2 separate regions of the Macaca mulatta genome follow, and region 2 is linked to region 1. A link is a contact called in public Hi-C data. All regions are on one chromosome and are shown on one strand. Each heading gives the region's core, a stretch centred on a gene start, on an enhancer-like site or on the middle of the called end of the contact. The rest is flanking DNA. Distances are from core to core; before and after follow the strand shown. Region 1 holds the start of DENND2C (DENN domain containing 2C). Region 2 holds the start of BCAS2 (BCAS2 pre-mRNA processing factor).

Region 1 (4,617 bases), core at 14-2,513:
TGAAAGTCTTGATTTGGAGCAATATTCCCAGCTTACTTTAGCAAGCATTTTAAACTACAACTATTTAGCTAAGGCAAAGAAGTAGATTATTTGATTGCTACAGACTTCGTGGTAAATGATTCAGCAACAGTGTATAGATAACACCACTGCGCTATTCTAGAAAATTTCATCAATCATTTAAAAATAGAACACACTCAAACAATGGTGACTGTGGGAAAAGTTTAAACAACTTATTTACACAGTAAGCAAGGATCTATCACTTTATCTAAAACACTGCAGGAGAATCACTAGCTTTAGGGTAAACTTTTGTAAAGCGCCTACTATGTACCTTAGCAGTTGCTTCACAGAATATACACATTCCACACGCACGTTCAAATATCTGAGATTTGTAGAATACTCTCACTCATCTCACTTGGCCCTGAGAATGCCCATAGGCATGAACTTACCAGTTTCATAGTTACGGAAACGGAGGCCCAGGAAGTTAATTTGACCGAGGTATCACATCTGGTTCCGTGGGTTCTGGCCCTAGACTTGAGCCTTTTGACTCATAATCTAATCATCAGCTGCTATACAGCACTAGTTACTCAAATGCTCTTAGGTGTTCCATTGTAAGATTTTTAAATTAAAATTATACTTGACAACTTTCGGTATTGTGCTTATTAGATGCTGTTAAGAATCAAAACACCAAAAAAAAAAAAAAAAAGCAAAAAATTGTTTGGAAGTGGATCGTCCCAGCATGTCGAAGTTCAAGCTCACTAGCTAATCTTGGAGAAAGCCCGCGTTTCCCCGGGCTGTGGGGCGCTCCCTCCCTCTTCCCCAGCAGAGCGCGGCGCCCCGCCTAGGGGTCCCCAAGCCCCTGAGGTGAGCGAGGAGGTCCTCAGCCAGGCTCCGCGGCAACCCGTGCGGCCACGAGAGGACGTCCCAAAGCTGGGCCCAACACCCGGTTGCTCCTCCGGACCGGGGAGGTGCCGAGACAGCAGGGCTCGGAGACTCCACCTCCGCCAGCCCGGCTCGCACCTTCCGCGGACTAAACCGCGGCACCTCAGCTCCGCGTCCGACGCCCAGAGGGGTGATGCCAACCGCCCCGAGAGTCCGAAGCCTCTGCGACTTGAGACCCCGCACCGAATCACCCCGACTCCTACCTGTCTGGACCTCAACGTTGTCTCTGTGGCCAGGCTAGTCTCCTGGGTCTCACTCGGGTCCGCTCCGTCCCGCCCCCGCAAGCCTTGCCAAAGGCTCCGCCCCGGCTGCAGCCCCACCCCTAGCCCCGCCCGGTTTGGCAAGACTCAGTTCTTATTGGCTTCTATTCCCACCCCTCCCGCTACGCCCGCCCCTAACACCGCCCCGGCCGGCGGTGAGAGGAACTTCCACACCTCAAGTCCGCTGAATGGCCAGAACCTTGCCAGGACCTCGGTCGCTGCAGTTCCAGCAGGCGGACGATCGGTGCCACCGTCGTCCGGCCGAGCCCTCGAGCCAGAGCTCCATCGCCTTCGCTTGCCGTCGCATCGGGCCCACGGCGACGGCCCTACGCTTTATGTGAAGGTTTACTCTTCACAACTACTCAACAAGATAAAGCCTGGCTTAATCAGGGAATCCAAGCATTCTTTCCTAGGTTGACTTCAGTGGGTAAACAATTGCACTACGGTGCCAATTTGAAACGTCAAGAGAAGCAAATAACTCTCGCAGCACCTCAGGCTTGGAATCTCAGAACAGGGGTGCCTTGATACTCCCAGTGCGTGAGGTCAGCCCCCACGCCCTGTTGAGACACACATGCCTAAGCGCTCCGCCTGCAACACGCTCTTACTCAGGTATGTGCATGGCGTTGTGCCTACTGCAAGCTGTAACCCAGTTTCACCGAGGCTGCGGGACAAGGATCTGTTGAGCCTGTTTCCCAGGCACTCGCTAACCACCCCACCTCGCCTCGCCCCGCCCCACCCCACCCCACCCCACCCAGCCAGAGCCTCTTGGGTCTGGTGACCAAACTCTTCCTACATTTGTTCACACAGAGGTACCAAAATAGAAGACTACCAGAAAGAGAGGTGTTTAGTTACGTATCACAGATGACTGTCACAAGCAAACTTAACCCAAACAATAAAGGCAGCATGTCCCAAACAGCTGTGAAACTATGACCTGTAGACAGTAAAACAGAAATTACATTCCATGATGGGGGGAAAAAGTAATGACATACTTAAAAAAAATCATGTCCCAATGAGGAAATAAATGTGGATACTATTTGTAGTAAATTTTGAACACTGATCTTTATGGGCTTCCCCCACAAAAAAAAAAAAAAAAAAAAAAAAAAAATCTTATCTAACGTATCTTTTTATTTATTTATTGAGACAGGGTCTCTGTGTGTCACTCACACTGGAGTGCAGTGGCCCAATCATAGCTCACTTGAAGCCTCAACCTCCTAGGCTCAAAGAATCCTCCCACCTCAGCCTCCCAAGTAGCTAGTACTATAAGCATGCACCACCACCCCTGGCTAATGTTTTTATTTTTTTGTAGAGACAGGGTCTCACTATGTTGCCCAGGGTGGTCTCCAACTCCTGAGCTCAAGCAATCCTCCTGCCTCAGCCTCCCAAAGTGCTGGGATTACAGACACGAGCCGCTGCACCCAGCCCAGAAATGTATTTTTTGTCCTCTGCATTCAGGAAGATTATTTGGCAAAATGAGGCAGGTTGAATTCCAAGTATCACATATGAAACCAAATTTATAGATGTAATAAATGAATTCACATGTATGTATTGTACTGCCCTCTCATGGGTAAGATGGAGATATATATAATGGTAGTTCATGCCCTCTGAAGTCTGAGAATACAGTGTTTAATGTAGCAATTTGTACTATTTTGATGAGGAGGAGGCCAAGGTAAAATAAAATCTGGTTCTTTAAAGGGTTTACAAATACTCAACAAACAAAACTTCAACTTAAGAAATCAGGAAGAGATTCTTACACCAGAGCTAGTACAAACATGCCGTCAGGGTTACACCTATGCTTATGGCTGCCTGTATAGAATATAGAAACATGCAGGAATTTGCTTTCAATTTTTTTTCCATTTGAAAGTTCAGGCTGGGTGCAGTGGCTCGTGCCTATAATCCCAGTACTTTGAGAGGCCAAGGCACGTGGATCATTTGAGCCTCGGAGTTTGAGACCAGCCGGGGCAACATGGTGAAACCGTGTCTCTATAAAAGATTAAAAAATTAGCCAGGTGTGGTGACATGTGCCTGTAGTCCTGGCTACTCGGAAGCCTGAGGTAAGAGGATCACCTGAGCCTGGGAGGCCAAGGCTGCAGTGAACTGTGATTACACCACTGCACCGCACTCGCACTCCAGCCTGGGTGACAGAGCAAGACCCTGTCTCATAAAAAAGAAAAAAGTTCATAACTTTTGAAGATATCTCACAAAATTCTCTTTTTTACTTATAGCCACACTGTAACTTCATGCTGAGGACAACTAGAGGATAGGAATGAAGTCTTATTCTGTATATCTTTGGTATTTAGAATAGTACCTGATAATTTAGCTATTTGATCAATAATTGTTTATTAAGTAAATTGAATGAAATGTCAGCCCAGCCACTAGATGCCAACACAGTTGTATGTGTGGAAGTATCATCTGCCCATTTGGAATTTCACCTGACCTTGAGTAATATGCATGCTTCTTAAAAGTTATATGTGCATTTTACTTTGGTAAGCAAAATCATTTAAAATGTACCAGTTTAGCTCACTATAATCTTATTGTCAATTACATCCTTAAAGCTAAGAATCCTTTTGTAAGATAAATTCTCCCTGAGTATACTAACTCAGAAGTACTGATTTTTTATATTAAGGCACACCCTCTGGTTTTGTCTAAAAAAGCCACTATTCACTTATACCTTGTCAAAGGACTTTTTAATGGTTCTAAGTGCCTTAAGCAAATTTCATTCTATAAACCAGAAGCCTGTCTCCCAAAAAGTCATTTGCTTGTATTTTTGCCCAGCTTTATTAGATATTTTGCCTGAAAGTCATAGAGACTACAGTCAGAGAAACCTACATTCCCACTGCTACCCTTCACCAGGTATATCCTTGTGCAGGTTATTAACCTTATTAGCTTTAGTGTACTAATTTCCCCAAAATGGAGATAATAATGTCTACTTTATAAAGGTTGTGAGAAGGATTAAATGAAATAATATCAGTGGAACATCTAATATTGTCCTTGGTTTATAGTAGGGGCTCAATTAACAGGTAACTATTATTATTCAAACTCTACAATGAAATTCTCACTCATATTATTATTTGGTTTATTTTTTTTTTATTCTGTTGATTTAAGACCCTCAGCAATTAAATTGAGTTCATAACACCAGGTTTCATAGCGATAGGCCATGCGGATTTGGGCTACGTTTGTCCTCCGGATATCATTTCCAGCAGGGCCTTCCTCAAGGTAATTGTCGCCCAGAAACTTTACTTTCTCCTATAAGAGAAAAGGATGCAGAATTATTGTTGTCTCTTTTCACACTGGTATAGACAATAATTGCATTCTTTACAAAAATTCCTTCCTTATGTTAGCCACTGACAAAAGAATAATAATAATAAACCATTAAAAGCACTCATCTAATGCCTGTGTTCACAGTCTGCTGAGAAATCAA
Region 2 (4,939 bases), core at 210-2,709, 89 kb before region 1:
AGTGATCCTCACACCTCAGCCTCCTAAAGTGCTGGGATTACAGGTGTGAGCCACCACACCCAGCTAAGTACTGCCTTTTAATAATACAATCCTTTCATAAATAAACGATTAGGTATAATGGGAAAAAAACCTCCAAGCTGTACATATTGAAATACTTGAATCCAATAATTTAGAAATAACTTACATTTCACTTAGCTAATTAGACCCTAACTAGAATCTTGGGTGTACTTCAAGGTTATACATTTAAAATAGTATCATACTCACTGTGTGCAGTAGAACAGCATCTGACTCCCTAGGCAAGCATGGGCACTCCTTTCTCTAATTCTCTTGTCCTTATATATACCTCCACTACAGGTCCTTTACATATTATTACACATTTATACATACTATTGTAAACTTTCTGTTTTATATATCTAGCTCCTCATTGTATTGTATTTTTCTGTATTCAGAAACCCTATCTTTTTTTGGAGACGATGCTTGTCTTAAATAAAGAAAAGAAAAATTAAAATACAGCAAAATACATATTTTTTTAAAACCCAGATATTTTTATCTCTATGATTTCAGAATCTAGAATGGCACCTAGCACTTGGAAAGTATTCGTATCAGGGAAAGTTCTTGCCTACATTAATCAGAACTGTGTTAATAAAAACATCGGACAGATTATAGAAAAAAGGAGAAGGCTGAGAAAAGAGTAGTATACACTTGGATATGGTTTGTCCCTTCAGTCATACCACAAACGTTTGGTAAATAACTAGACTTTAATACGCCACTCTCCAGTGGTTCTAAAGAGCTTAGGTAATTAGGCTTATACATACTAAAAAATTCTAGATCACCTGCTGTAGAGTGACTCTTGGCAGGAGAGGGTCCCTTTGAGAATTTACGCATGGATCCTATCTCAAAGAATTGTGGCCACAAATTTTTGCATTAAGTGAGTCGTGGAGTCCCAGAAAGTCTTCCTATGGATCTTAGAATAAGAACCTCGGAGAAGACTTATCTATCTAGCTGTTTTCAACAGACTGGTACCTATGCAGGCAATGGTTAAAACTGGAATTTAAAAATCACTTTTACGTAGCTGAAGCTCTCAATCCAAAATAAAGGTTCACAGGAATCCTCGTTCATACCCGGGCTCAAGACATACTTACTTCAAAGGCAGAATAATCCGGGGCTGTTAGGTAGCTCAGGTAGTTCTTAGTAGGTCGGTATCTGCGAGTTTCCTCCTCCACCAGCGCTGCAGCCTTAGAAAGAGAATTGGGGCCAGGGTAGAAGCGGCAAATTGTAACATGTTTCTTTCGGTACCGAGCCAGCGAACAGTGAGTCAGCTACAAAGACACCCCGCACTCACCGCTTCCCGCACACCAGGGGCTTCATAACCTTGATCAAAATACGGCAGCGCATCCACCACAACCTCTCCGGCCACCAAACCCGTGCCCGCCATTCTGAGGACCTCAGGTTTGCCTGCGTTTTCTGCGTCTGCGTAAACTGAGTTCTATTTAGATACGCCGGCGCCTGACACTGATGTAATCACGTTCCCGGCATATTGACGTTCGCGCATGCTCAGTTGCTAATTTTGAAGGCGGGTCCGCCCGGTATCTAGAAATTGCCGGGCTGCTTTGTTTTGGGCGGACGTGACGTCAGTCTTGGCTTCATTGCGTCAGCGGAAGGCCTCAATTTCCTGTCTTCTGCTTACTGTATTTTTTTTGCCAGCGAATGGTGGCGATTTGAAGTTAGGGCTTTTCGTTTCCTCCAAAACATTGATATCTGGAACGGGAGCCCCTTAACACTTTCGGAGGGAACTGGCTGCAGGATTTGACGGGGAGAGATAACTGATTTCCCACCTCTGCTTACTGCCACCGTCTCCCCTTAATCTTCTCTTCCTCTGTGCCGGACTTCTTTCTTTTTATTATGGACACACGCTCTTGTTCTGCTGCCCAGGTTGGAGTGCAGTGGCGCGATCATAGTTCACTGCAGCCTCAACCCCCCCAGGCCCAAGCGATCCTTCCACCTCAGCCTCCTGAGCCGCTGGGCCTAGAGGTGCACACCACCACGCCTGGCTAATTTTTAATTTTTTTTTTTTTTTTTTCGAGACGGAGTCTCACTCTGTCGCCCAGGCTGGAGTGCAGTGGCGCGATCTCGGCTCACTGCAAGCTCCGCCTCCTGCGTTCACGCCATTCTCCTGCCTCAGCCTCCTAGTAGCTGGGACTACAAGGCGTCCGCCTCCATGCCCGGCTAATTTTTTGTATTTTTTGTATTTTCACCGTGTTAGCCAGGATGATCTCGATCTCCTGACCTCGTGATCCGCCCGCCTCGGCCTCCCAAAGTGCTGGGATTATAGGCTTGAGCCACAGCGCCCGGCCATTTTAAAATTTTTTTGTAGAGTTGGAGCCTTCCTATGTTGCCAAGGCTGGCCTCAAGCTATCCTCTCGCCTAGGCCTCCTAAAATGTGGGGAATACAGGCGTAAGCCACTGCACCCGGGGTCGTTCCTCTTTTACTTCCTTGCTGTACCCCGACTATCCTCCCCCCTCGCCACCCTGAAAACCTTTGCATTGGATAAGTACAATTCTTAAAGAGGCTCTAGAATTGGGCGCCAGTCTCCAATTAAAATTGTGAAGCTTTATGGTCTGAGTATCAAAAGGAACCTCAGTTCCTTAAAAATCCTGCCATTTTGGCTTTAGGACTTAAACGGTAATAGAATGGCACTCCTGTCTCCGAACCATTCAAGCTGCTGCCCATGCACTTTGTCTTCTTCATGGCTCCTGGACTAAGCAGCCTCCCTTTGATTAAGCAGTTAAAGACCAAATAAAGTTGTCAGACTATATACCCTGCCCAGTGTGCGGTCTAGACCCAGGCTTTGTCTGCCAAGAGCCTCGAAATGTTGACCTCCATTATTAAGCCTGATCAATCTAAGACTAATTCTTATTACTTAAGTACCATTAGGTAAATGTGCTAGCTGTAGATTTAAGTGACATAAAAGATCTTTACATCTTAAGAATTCTCCAAGGGATCTGTGGGGTTTTTATGTATTTATTCATTAAAAGATCTGTAAACAACATTTTATACAAATCTTGATTCTTTTACAAAAATATCCAGAATTCATAACACTTTACAGAAACAAAACACAACAGACCTAAGGAAATGAAGCAGCTTCAGGCTGCAAAGATGAAGACAGCATTCCTGAAGCGCAAAGGTCTCCTCCTAAAGGGATAGCCAGGATCCATCATAGTAAACCCTTTTACCCCCATTTTATAAACATCCAATTATTAACTGTTCCCGCTGGGTTGCAGTGTAAGAAGAGACCAAATGGAGAGATGTCTAGTAGAAGCCCCATTAGGGTAACCTGCTTAACATTTAAAAAAAGGCTCAGTTCTATTCCCTGGACCCACATCTGTAGGAATTATATTATACAGCACCAGTCTTAAATGGTGTTCTGCTTCAGGTTCATGCATACCTGAATGGGTTGTAATGAAATACTGTGCAAGTCAATAAACTGTATCACAATACAACTTAACAGTTTTGTAAGGCTGAATAAATACTTTCTGTGCCAGTTGAAACCATCAGCAGAAACTGAAGAAAACAAACTGACATTTGCTATAGCATTAATAAATGAAAAGTGCACCATCTGAACTTGAATTTGCCCATTAATTTGAAAAAACAAAACAAACAAAAAAAAACAGGCCCGGTGCACTGACTCATGCCTGTAATCCCAGCACTTTGGGAGGCCAAGGTGGGTGGATCACCTGAGGTCAGGAGTTCGAGACTAGCTTGGCCAACATGGTGAAACCCCGTCTCTACAAAAAATACAAAATTAGCCAGGTGTGGTGGTGGGCACCTATAATTCCAGCTACACGGGAGGCTGAGGCAGGAGAATTGCTTGAACCCAGGAGGCGGAGGTCTCAGTGAGCCGAGATCGTGCCATTGCGCTCCAGCCTGGGCAAAAAGAGCGAAACTCCGTCTTAAAACACACACACACACACACACACACACACACACACACACACACACACACAACATTGCACCATCACTGAAAAATTTCTCTTTCCAATCACTACTACTACTACTTTAGATATTAAAGGTCTGGATGACTAAGTGGTATATGTTCAAGGAATGTTCATATTTTGAGTCTAATTTAATTAGAGCAAAAATTTCAGCATTTCTAGGGCAATAAAAAGAGTCTCATCTAGGCATATATATATAAAGTCCCTTATCCTCAGAGCTGAAAAGTGGCTCTGGTACACTTAATAGAAAATTTTTATTAATAAAATAAATAGCTATATAATCCTACTGAGATGAAATTTCCATCTGGAGGACTAACCAACTTTGTGTCCATAAAAGTCCTGGCTTCAGTTCTGTGTTGTATAACTTTGGGCAACTTATTTAACAACTTTGAATTTGTGTTTTTTTCTTTTTTTTTTTGAGATGGAGTCTTACTCTGTCACCCTGACTGGAGTGCAGTGGTGCGATCTCCGCTCACTGCAACCTCCACCTCCTGGGCTCAAGCAATTCTCGTGACTCAGCCTCCCAAGTAGCCGGGATTACAGGCACCTGCCACCACGCCCAGCTAATTTTTATTTTTATTTTATTTTTAGTAGAGGGTTTCACCATGTTGGCCAGGCTGGTCTCGAACCCCTGACCTCAAATGATCCACCTGCCTTGGCCTCCCATAGTGCTGGGATTACAGACGTGAGTAACAGCACCCAGCTTTAGTTTCTTTATTAGTAAAATGCAGATGTAAATATCTATCTCATAAGGTTGATTTAAGGATTGGTTGAGATGATATGCATACATATACCACAGTGCATGGCACATGGTGGACACTAAAAAATAAAGGTGGCTCCCATGCCCTTGAGAGGACATTTTCATAATAGTTATAATTCCACAAAGTTTAAATTTATTTACTTATTTTTAAAATGTTTTTGTAGAGATAGGATCTTGCTACATTGC

Evidence for each region. A called contact is a pair of places that touch in the nucleus more often than the background predicts.
Region 2: a Hi-C map of CD4 T cells shows a contact between it and region 1, with 2.8 times the contacts expected there. The contact joins the promoter of BCAS2 here to the promoter of DENND2C in region 1. A contact is called at or near these places in 2 of 14 Hi-C or Micro-C datasets (CD4 T cells and liver).

Annotation. Positions count from the first base shown.
Region 1 is chr1:125,580,211-125,584,827 of T2T-MMU8v2.0, reverse strand. It overlaps DENND2C (DENN domain containing 2C), which reads right to left and starts at 1,263. Exons shown (of 19, transcript XM_028830192.2): 1 at 1,143-1,263. It overlaps AMPD1 (adenosine monophosphate deaminase 1), which reads right to left. Exons shown (of 15, transcript XM_077950672.1): 15 at 4,267-4,442. The coding sequence ends at 4,284.
Region 2 is chr1:125,669,050-125,673,988 of T2T-MMU8v2.0, reverse strand. It overlaps BCAS2 (BCAS2 pre-mRNA processing factor), which reads right to left and starts at 1,459. Exons shown (of 7, transcript XM_015148779.3): 1 at 1,343-1,459; 2 at 1,143-1,235. The coding sequence starts at 1,435.